2 separate regions of the Mus musculus genome follow, and region 1 is linked to region 2. Evidence: chromatin contacts called from public Hi-C data. All regions are on one chromosome and are shown on one strand. Each heading gives the region's core, a stretch centred on a gene start, on an enhancer-like site or on the middle of the called end of the contact. The rest is flanking DNA. Distances are from core to core; before and after follow the strand shown. Region 1 has its middle 82 kb from the start of Gm35850. Region 2 overlaps Tox3 (TOX high mobility group box family member 3).

Region 1 (5,529 bases), core at 2,296-4,795, 360 kb before region 2:
AGGGAGCTTCCTCTCTTTGGTCTGGGTCCAATTTAATTTCTTTTTACTATAAGGAAGTATTTGGATGCCTATATGATAAACTTGTCCAAAGTTTTCATTGTTATTGTTTTGCCATCCTCAAAAATCTTTTTTTTTTTTTGCCTCAAACAATATTAAAAAAATTTGTGTCCAGTACTAGCAAAGGAAATATGAAAGTTGAATAAAGATGTTTTAGGTTAAAAAAAATCCATTCCCTGGAAGCTACTGAAGGATGTCTTCTATTCCAGAAAAGAGGGAAGAATTTGACAAGGAAGAAGAAAGAAGTTCCAGGAAAGAAGAGACCCAATTCAAGGGAGAAGAAATCCAATCCAATCCAGTACCTACCAGAACCTTCCAGGGGATTTTTTTTCAAGAATAGGAGCTTGTTAGATAGTCTTAAAAAGAGATTTAGAAAAAAGGCAGGAAGTTTCAAGTTGCATGAGCGGTAAGTTCCCAGGAGGGGGAAAACAACAGTAACATCATTATCATCATCATTATCAACAACAACAGCAACAGCAACAGCAACAGCAACAGCAACAACAACAACAAACCGACCAAAAAACTCCAAACCCCTTAACTAAAAAACAAAAACAACACCCTCCCCTACCCCCCCCCCCCGCAAGACTATTGTCTCTAGGGAAACGTGAGAAAGAAAACAACCGTTATTAACTTACTCATGACTGTACAGTTAAAATGTTTATTGATCTGATAAAACAAAAATGGTTTTATTGAGAAGAGTGTGTGTGAATAAGAGTATTCATGAAGCTAAGGGATGGAAGAGAAGTTTAGTTATCACCGGAAGTGGAGGAGGGCAACAATGCGGTATAAAAGGCAAGACTGGGAACTTCATAACACGTATGCTGTTCATGGTTACTGGGGTGATGGACATGGGGGCAAAGGGTGACAGGTGCTGAGTGTCATGTAATCTTCTATGACTCCTTGACTCTTTAAATATATGCCTTTATATATTTGATAATCATAAAATTAAAGATAGCTTTGTAGAGTATCTGTTGTGTCATGAGGACCTCACAATAAGTTTTTATCATTATTTTTCTTATTCCTAGTGTGCTGAAATGGGCCAGGTGTGAAAGGGAGAATTTTCTTTAAACTTTTGAATTTAAATACTTTAAAATTTTTCTTTAAAAACCATCATCATCACCACCACCACCACCATCATCATCATCGTGATGGACATCCAGGTGCTACAGCCTGAGTATGGAGGTCAGGAGGAAACAACGTTCAAGAGTTGCTTTCCTCTCCATCCTCTATGGGATCCTGCCATCAAATTTAGGTTGTCAGGCTTTAGTGGTATCTTACGGGCCCAGGAGAACGTTTCTGGATGTAAAACAACTCAAGCTGTTAGCTCAAACCCATTTTCTGTATGATGATCTGACTGTTGAACTTCAGTGCAGAGGTGGAGGCCTATGCCCTCTTTAGAATTTAGGAGGATGAAGCCAAGTCTTCTACAACAGATGTCCTCAGTGTGTTTGGGATGCCACACTTCATTTCTTATGACTCTGTTTACCCTTCATACCACTGTGTCAGAACAGCCCAAGAGCGGAGTCATGTGAGAAATCTGACTGCTAGTGAGAAAACTCCAGCAAAACAAGACGAGAGTCTTGTGACCTCGGTTTCTTCAAAACACAAAATTGTTCTTGAAATGTGTTTTTGTGCTCTTCCCAGGTGCAGTGGATAGGAGTGAAGTTACCTCATGTGCTGTCACTCATGTTCCTCAGGGGAAAACATGCTTTTGCCATGTGAGGCATTGTCCTTGTGATTGGACACTTCACTCAGGTGACTCTTCTTAACCCTCAGCATATAAATTGTCCGATGCTCTGAATAAAGTTGAATAGTTGAATCTTGGATGCGACTTTATTTTGCTTCATTTTTAGGTCCTGCTCTCCCAGGTTCATGACACCAGCTAGGTGGGTAAACGGCATTGATGCTGTGGTTATCTTCACTGGGAGGTTGGGGAAGGGTCTTGGAAGGGTTAACATTGTTCCCCATCACACAGTAAGGGAGAAGTAAGACTGGGAGTGGAGCCCAGCTTTGAAAGCCTAAGGCCATGCTAGCTCCTCTGCTCCTCCCTCCTCCTCTCCACCCCCAGCAGCAGAGAGTTCACAGGCACAATCCGGAATGACAGCCTCACAATGGAATCATGCAGAAAGTCCGGATGTGTGGAGGACTGGCAGGGTCCAGCTACATCTGTGTGTTCCTGCCAGTGAACAGACCCTTGGGCTGGTGCCCTGGTTACAGACCAGGGGGCTGTCCTTTTGTTCTTGGGTCTGCAGAGCCTCTACTCTCAACAGTTTAGCACCATAGAGCCAACACACTATTGTTTAATCTCACGGATCTCTCCTGACAGGACAATTTGTTCTCTCTTCACCCTGGAGAGATGGGTGAAGGCTAAATGTAAACAGAATCTTCGTCCTACTCAAAACAAAGTCAGAGCTTTGACTTTGAGCTAAAGATGTCACAGGCCACGGAAGGAAGTAAGACTCTGAAAACCACTGAGATTTCTGCCTTACCTTTGTACAGCTGGCCATACTTTTTTCTTTTTTTTTTTAACTTCACTTCTGTCCAGGTGATTTGGAGCCTACAATGACTGGGAGATTTAGGGGTCCCTGGTGCTACACAAATCTAGATGTCTATTGCATTTATGTTTTGTGTATATTGTATGTTGTTACTGTTTATTTGTCTGAGATAAGAGTCCTGCTACGCAGTCCAAGTTGGGCCCCAGACTCACAATCCTCCTGCCTCAGCATCCTTTCCAGCTTCCTTCTGAGCTTCTATGCGTGTAGCACTCTACCTGCATTTTAAAGGCATATTATAGAAATCGTGGCATGTGCACCAGTCAGGATAAACTTGGAAAGGAGATGGTACCTTGATAAAGGTTGTCAGTGTGCATTTTTGCTGTCTGAACTTGTTTTGTTTTAACCAAGGTGGGTGTAGCAGGAAGGGAACTCTGGGAGAATGGTGAAGTACTTCAAGCCAGCAACAGTGAGGAGCTCTAACCACCATATGCTTAAAGGGCACCAGACCTTCAAGAGAAAGTTATATAGAACAGCTGTCTGGAGTTGCTGAGATTATGGGCAGTGGTGGTGGCAGGGGAAAGGGGAGACAGTACCTTCCAAATGTACTGGAAGGATGGAGCCTGGGAATAAACATTTTCCTATACCTCCTCCTCCATCACCAGCCAGTGCCTCCCCTTGGGTAAACCTGACTAGAGGGCAGAAGGCCAAGGGATACATAATAAAGTCCTATAGGTTGGCTCCCCTGGACAAGGAAGAGGGTGGAGACAGATGGAGGGTAGGTTTGGTGAAGCCAGAAAGAGACACTTAAATTCGGGTTCACCTGTGGCTCCAACTTGTCTGTTCTGGTGTAGGCCCTCTGTCCTGCTTCCTTTGTATGCCTTTGTCACCTTTAGATCCAGTCCTGCAAACGGTGCCAGCTCTTCTCAAGGATATGAGCACTCTCAGCGAGTATATTTTTATTGTGAAGACATCTGCACCTTCTTGCCAGCCAAAAACAACATATGGAAGCGTTTCCCACATTTTCACCAGGGGGCACTCACTCCTTTCCCATGGATAGCTAGAAAGGCTTTTTTTTTTTTTTTTTTTTTTTTGCAAGTATTTGCTAGCCAAAATAGAATCCTTTTCTGTGGGCACAGCGACTGTTGGAACAGCTCTGTCCTAAAGTGATTTCTATGTAGCTAAACACTGTTTCTGTTTGAAAGACGACTGGACCCTGGGACGATTTCTTGGTAAATGTTTAGGGCCCAGCTTGCACACTGCCGGGAAAGTGTTTGGGTCTAAATGCTGTCTTATTCTGCCATTAAAATGAACAAAGCCAGAAAGACTTTGAAAAGATAATCGGCATGCCTAATTTGTAGGTGCTTAAAAAAAAAAAAAAAGCAAAAAAACCTAGCTGAAGGCCAACCAATCAAAGCTGGTTTTGAAAAACCTCTCTGTAGGGATTGTCTTGTACCCATCCCCATGATTCATCCTCATGGATAAGTAGAGGGTCCTGGGGGAAAGGTGTTTTCTCAAGTATAAATTCTTCCAAATGGAAAGACATTTGTTTGCTATCATATCAATCTATTAGCTGTGAGAGTGACACATGCTTTGTCAAAGGATCCGTGCAGTCAGCCAAGCAATATAGCTATGTACGAGGAACGGGCAGAGGGAAGGGGGAGGAGGGGCTTGCTTCTGTTAAAAATGAATCATGGATGAGACCGGGTAAAGACAAATATGGATCTCTGATCCCTTTTAAACGAGCATTGTCTTATACCTGCAGGGAAATACAAAGACTTATTCAAATGTACAGAGTGGAGAATGGTGGGAAAATTGGTTTCTCTTATCCTATTGGAGGCTTGGCATGGAAGGTATTTGATCTGTCAAAGAGTCAACCAGTCAGTCAGTCATCAAAGGGTAGATTAAAACTGGCTTGTGCCCATGAGCGGAGTTTGTCCTTAAGTCTGGAGTCTGTATGGTATGATGGAGAAGAACAAAAGTTTTGGCATAAAGTCAATCTGGATTCAAATCTTGGCTCTGTCACTTATCTACAATCTCGGGGAAATTCAGTTAACCTCTTGAGCCTTTCTGACATATAAATGGGGGAAATTATATGATCTACTTAATGGACTCAGGGAAGATTAAGGCAGGAACCCAAGCAAAGTTTCTGTTGCATAACAATGAGTAGTGGTAGGTATCATCATGATCTTAATAACAAATCAACCCCATTCCGAGTACTTACTGTCGTTCTATAACAAGGAAACAATCACATGGGTCGAAGTAATTTATTACTTGGCTTTTTTCCCCCTTCAATTAACTTTAGTAGCCAACTATGGTACTGCTAATTAGTTATTTAAAAAACAACAGCTGTTTGAGTGAGTTTACTGTCATAAAAACACAGGATCTTAGAGCTAGGGAGACTAACAGATTCATTTCATCCAAACCTCTTTTAACATGAAGGGAATCCTTTAAAAAAAATCTTTAAAATAAAGCCAACCTATCTGCATAGCCATAAATAGAAAGTGTGGCCAAGACCCACAGTACCTTCCTGGATGAGGACAAAGCTGTGTTTTACTCGATAGCCCTTCCTCGGAAATCAGTGCTTCCCGACGATCAAGGGGTGTTATCTCTTTATTTTCTGTATTCCAGCTACTGTAAGTTTATTTTCATTACTTCCTGTTGCTTTCTGAAACATGTTAGAGAATCTTCTAATCGAGCTTGCAATGAGAAATTAAAAATAGTATCCAGAGTGGTGGATAGAGTGCAATCCTTATCAAAATACCAAGGGGACTACTTCCAGAAATAAACATGCTAAATGCGCACGTGTATGAACACACACACACACACACACACACACACACACACACACACACACACACACACACATACACACTCCAGTCAACCAAAGCAATACTGAGAAGGAAAAGTGAAATTGGATGCATCCCACTTCCTGACTTAGAATTATATCACCAAGTTATACTACTTAAAATAACACGGT
Region 2 (5,156 bases), core at 1,938-4,437:
CTTAATAAATATTAATTTAACATTTTATGATTATTGTTATTATTTATTATATTGGGTTTTCTATTGTTCTGAAAGGGAAGAGAGAAGGCAAAACACAGCAGTGGTTGGAGGGTTTTGAAGACCAGCCATGACAGAACTACAATTTCAGGTTTCATTGTTCTTCGCTCTTAGAAGAACCTCTGTGGTGTTCAGTTTGGGAGGCAGGGAAGCATTTTGGAGCACTGCAGACATCTCTGTGAAGCATCACCGTGTTGTGCTATTGGTTTAAATGATGGAGCACTGGTGATGTGGTTCCAGTAACTGTCACTCAGCGGAGCACTGGTTATTGTAAGTCTGTGCCAGGAGTCAACATCTGTGCTGAGGAGGCAATATATACAGGCCACACCTGCCATTTCTGTTTGGCATACAGTTTCATGTCTTCCAATAATGAAAATGCATACACACAAAAGTGAAACGTATATACGTAAGGTAAAATATGACATTGTCTGACTTATTTCGCCAAGTAAACACTAATACGTTTATTTTTGAACTATGTACAATTTGGCATAATCACTTTTGTATGGAAAAGACAAGCATGCTCAGCCATCACTTTGTGCCAGTGGCTCAAGTGTTCAAGGCTAGAGATGGCTGCCTGTCAGGGTGTCTTGCTTATCTCAGGTTGGTCACTCTCAGACCCGGATGGAGGCTAGCCTTGGAAAGAGACTTTGGAAAAGGCAGCGTGTCTTTGCCAGTGCTTGAGGTGGCAGTGGGCTTAGCAACATCTCCACTCACCCTCTACCTGTTAGGACATGGAAATCCTGTGGAAATCATGGGGGAGGTCAATAGAAGCACAGGGTCCAGGTATGCACTGTTCTGTCAAGTGAGGATATCCTGCAGTGGGTCATGGGTTCTGCGTACTACTGGGAGTGGGGATAGGGGTCACAAGTAACCACATGGAGACTTCGCATCCCTGTTATTTGAGTTGAGGAAGTGAGGCTCTTTCCTCCAAAATCCTTAGGCTTGTTTATTTTACATTTTGTTTGCTGTTGATCTTTTGAACCGGTCTGGTCCTTACGAATTGAATTCTTCATACTCTTTCTACTGTTAGCTCACTTATGGTTTTGCTTTGAAATCAGTAAACCTTGTGTTTTTGCCACACTTCCACAAAGTTTTACTTAACATTGTGTGTACCTGGAAACTTGTCTTGAAGGGATGTCTCTCCAGGAATACGCAAGGTCTGCATCTCGCAGGTCATTTAAAAGTAAATGCCGCCTGGCTTCGTGCGAGCAGCTGTGTGAATCGCCGGGACTCTGGTGTGGAACACCTAATTCCCTTCTGTTGCTTACTGGCTTTCTAATTTTACCCCTGTGATCATAGTTGTAAAACCTAATTTCCAAAGGGTCTTGTGAATCCTATTAGTAGCTCTGTGTTATAATAGCAATTTTATATTGCATTGGTATTCATTTTCACTATTATGGAATAATCAAATCAGCACCTCTCTTATTCTGCCGTCGAAATAGAAAATAATGGGGCTGTAATGTAGAACTGCTAATGTGATGGAGCTCGCTCATTGTGTTAGGGGAAGAATGTCCTCCTTTCTTGTTCCAGCTCACTTGAAACTGTGATTGAGGAAGGAAATGGAAGGCATTTCTACATCTGTGATAAGGCCCTGCGAACATCCTTCGTTTGAATACGTAATTGTCTTTTGATGGCTCTGGGTACTCATAGGCACACCTGGAGGACATTCCCTGCCATGGTGGCCAATGAGCTGGCAACAGGGTTGCTGTGTGGACCGGTTTTTGTGCTGTGGTTTCTCTTTTAATCATGAGGAACATTTGATGTCTCTTTGCTTGCGGAGGAATTATGCCCTCTACCTTGCTCATCAAGGCCTTCATCTACTTTGTTTTGTTGTTGGTGGGTTCCCCCCCCCCTTCTCTCTTTTTAAAATCATGAAGAACATATTTAGGCTACATCATTAGAGACTTCCTCCATCCCTGCAGGTCTGAGTTGACAGGGATGTTGGGAGGCAGGTCAAGTGACTGCCTAATGAAGATGAATGAAGAAAATTGCGGGGACCAGGATCATGCTGGGGCTCCCAGCTCAGGTTGTTGGAAGTGTGATGGAATCTCATCGCTTCATTTATCAGTGTCATATTTGGGCTAAAAGTGAGCGGTATTGTTCTCATCTCTCCCAGATGGATAGGTCAACTTTAATATTTATTGCTCATGTAGAACATTTGTTTGATGTATTTCCATTAGCTAGGCAATAATAGAAAAGCAGTGGAGAGAGACAGGAAACAGTTCCCTTCCTATTTAGTTGAAATACAGCACACGCTAGTGTGTAACTACGGCCCGAAGTGCCCTGGATTCCCGCCCCCCTTCGGCTGATGACGTGATTGTATATATTAAAGAGTCCCATGGAAATAAAGGGAGCAGCATGAATATAATACCCATTGAGAGCAGCTGGCGGCGTATAAATTGTGTTGTCTTTTGAATTTCACGATTTGGTCATGTAATTGGCGAGTTTTTCTTGGCTGTATATTCAATTCTTGGTCTAATATCGTATTTTAGAATGGGAGTAATGCGTAGTGGATTGCTTCATCCTCTGGGCTCTATGGTGAATCTCAAGAAAGCTAAAATTTTCTAGAGAGAGAACAATTTGTTTTCAGTAGTGGAATCATGTTGATTATTTTCTTTGTATATTTGTGGGAAGGAATATCTTGTTACCAAAACCCATATGTTTAGAATATATGAAAGGTAAGACCCTAAGTATTGAAAACGGTGGCCTCTGTGAGAGCAGCTAGCTCCCCATTTATCAGCCGATGTTCACATTTTGCAGTAATCTGAATGTTGGAGTATTATTTTCTACCCTGGAACAAACCTAGCTCTTTGTGAGGTAGGTGTTGTCTTAAGCGCAACGCAAACATCTTAGCCATATGTTTCTATAATTTAAATTAATTTGGTACAGTCATACTGTTAATCTTCAGCGACTTGTTGATTGGCATTTTGCAGACATATTTCTGGAAGGCTCCCAGTGCCGTTTTTCTGCAGCCTTTCTGGCAGTAGCAAGGAGCAACATTTCCACAAATTGGAATCTTGTACAGCACTGGGAAGCGAGCCAAGATTTAAATTAGACAATAACCTCTGCTCTGTATATAGCTCCCATTCTTCAGCTGTAGGCAGAGTGATTTGTTTAATACAGTCAGCCCTGTACCATATAATAGACTGATGTATGAGTCACTCCTTGGCAATGTGTGTTGCTTAAATTTATATAGATTGAACAACTGGTTGGTAATGTACTTAGTTACAGTGCTACAAACAATAACTATTAGGAGAACTGAAACTGCCTCTGCAAGGGCCATGCTGGGGAGGTGTTTGGGAGGATCCTGAAGGGCTGTGATTTTTAGAATGATTCTCCTTTTGAGGCTAAGAGACTTCTACTTCATAAACACGAGTGTGCTGCTTTTATTTATTTATTTTTTTAAAAAGCAAAGCAGCCATAAAAGTTTTATGTTATAGTTTTCTGTTTCTCATTTTCTATTTGTTGAAAATTGAATTGGGAGAACCTAATTTGCTTCAAAAATTAAACTAAACATCAGCCTGCTTTTGGGGCAAGACCATTTGGTTGTGGTTTTGCATGTGTGCCTGTGAGTGTTTAAACATTAGCTGTTTCTTTTAAAGGAATATCCGTGTAGATGTGTATTTAACCATGTTTTCCAGGTTGGGCCGTGTCCCTGGCCTTAGCTGTTCACATGCTGAAAGAGACCTTTCTGAACAAAGATCTTTTCTTTAGAGAAGAGCTTGTGTTCCAAGTTCAGTTCATGTTTATTTAAAAGATTAAAATCATTAGACCAGATCTCACTCTTTTTTTTTTTTGCCTTCTTTGGGGTCCAAAAGAAAATTGATTTTGCGTTCCGTGAGAGTGGGGTCTGAAAGAGTATATTCAGGGATACACAAACAGAGGCGATGTAGAAATCTCTGTGTGCAGCTGAACAAAGCAATTCTGTTTTTACCACTGAGCATTTGCTGAGTCTGGGTGTGAAATGTTCTGAACAGAATTGTCACCTGTCTTATGAAAGCACTTCTTTTTTAAGGCAAAGGATCATTATAATCTGAAATATTTTAATGCTTTTGTTGTCGTTGTTGTTTTGGCTTTTGGGGGGGATTTCTTTTTTTTTTTTTTTTTTTTACCTCTGCCAACTGGAGCATTTATAAAATAACATATTCTGTAAATATTGAACAATACAAAGACATCTTTCATAACAGTTTATAGTATGCTGCCTGTGCTCGGTGGGAGCCAGGCAGTAGTTAGTGGCAAATGATATGCCAATCAAAAATTATTATTACGAGTGTAACCTGCTGTAATGCTGTGTCTTATCTGGAAGTGTCAACTTGATAGAAGCCAACTCTTTGTCTTTTAGAGTTAAGCTCTTGTTTGCCCTCAGTTAATTCTGTCTCCCAAAGGCTCATTTGAATTGCATGAAGGATAATCTGCTTGACAGTTTTATACATTTAAACAATCTTGATTATATGGTATTTTACATGTTTTTAAAGCTCCCAGTTACAATTTTATGTAGGCTTTTAAAGAAGTCTTTAGTCTGAAAAGGAATGAGCGAAATCGATAGGTAGAATCTGATCCACCTGAGCATCATTCAGTGGAACTGGATAGGGGCTCTTCTCCGGGGTGCTGTTGTGTGAACATTGATGAGGGGTGGCAGCATGCTCAGAATCGCTTCTACTAAAACGTTAATGAATAAATGAAAGAAAACATAGTATCCTAGTTTCAGTGCGCTGGATGGAGGTTGAAGGCAGTCTTCTGCCTGCTCCCCCATGACTTAAATTGGATAATGTCTAGATGAGTTTTGGTTTAGGATCAAGTACCCTGCTGCAAGACTTTGGAGAGTGTCTGTGTGTTAGCTGTCCTCTGGAAGGGCGTGGGTGCACATCATGCTGTGGGACGTTATGAGCTCACCATCTGGTACCAGGCACACTGGCTTCAAATCCACGACCTACCACAGGGTCATGTACTAGGTGAGTTTTGAACAAGATGGAACCCAGCCTCTCTTAAAATCTGCACCGGTACACGGCGGGGAAGGCAATGCTTTCCCTCCAGTGTCCCCATTAAGGTGAGATGAACTGCATGGTCAGCATGTGCTGCAGTTGCTGTGGTGTGTGCCT

The links. A called contact is a pair of places that touch in the nucleus more often than the background predicts.
Region 1: a Hi-C map of forebrain shows a contact between it and region 2, with 3 times the contacts expected there. The contact joins two enhancer-like sites. A contact is called at or near these places in 1 of 484 Hi-C or Micro-C datasets (forebrain) and 4 of 115 datasets of contacts at active chromatin or transcription factors (astrocytes, embryonic basal ganglia, embryonic forebrain and 1 more).

What each region holds. Positions count from the first base shown.
Region 1 is chr8:90,655,942-90,661,470 of GRCm38.p6, reverse strand. No RefSeq gene overlaps it. Among named protein-coding and RNA genes, the nearest start is that of Gm35850, 82 kb to the left of the region's middle. Within about 2 kb of position 3,545, at least 20 of the 459 cell types and tissues checked have an H3K27ac peak or open chromatin away from gene starts, as enhancers often do. A contact at or near this core is called in forebrain, where this site is marked.
Region 2 is chr8:90,300,377-90,305,532 of GRCm38.p6, reverse strand. All of the region lies in intron 1 of Tox3 (TOX high mobility group box family member 3), which reads left to right. Among named protein-coding and RNA genes, the nearest start is that of Tox3, 45 kb to the left of the region's middle. Within about 2 kb of position 3,187, at least 67 of the 459 cell types and tissues checked have an H3K27ac peak or open chromatin away from gene starts, as enhancers often do. A contact at or near this core is called in forebrain, where this site is marked.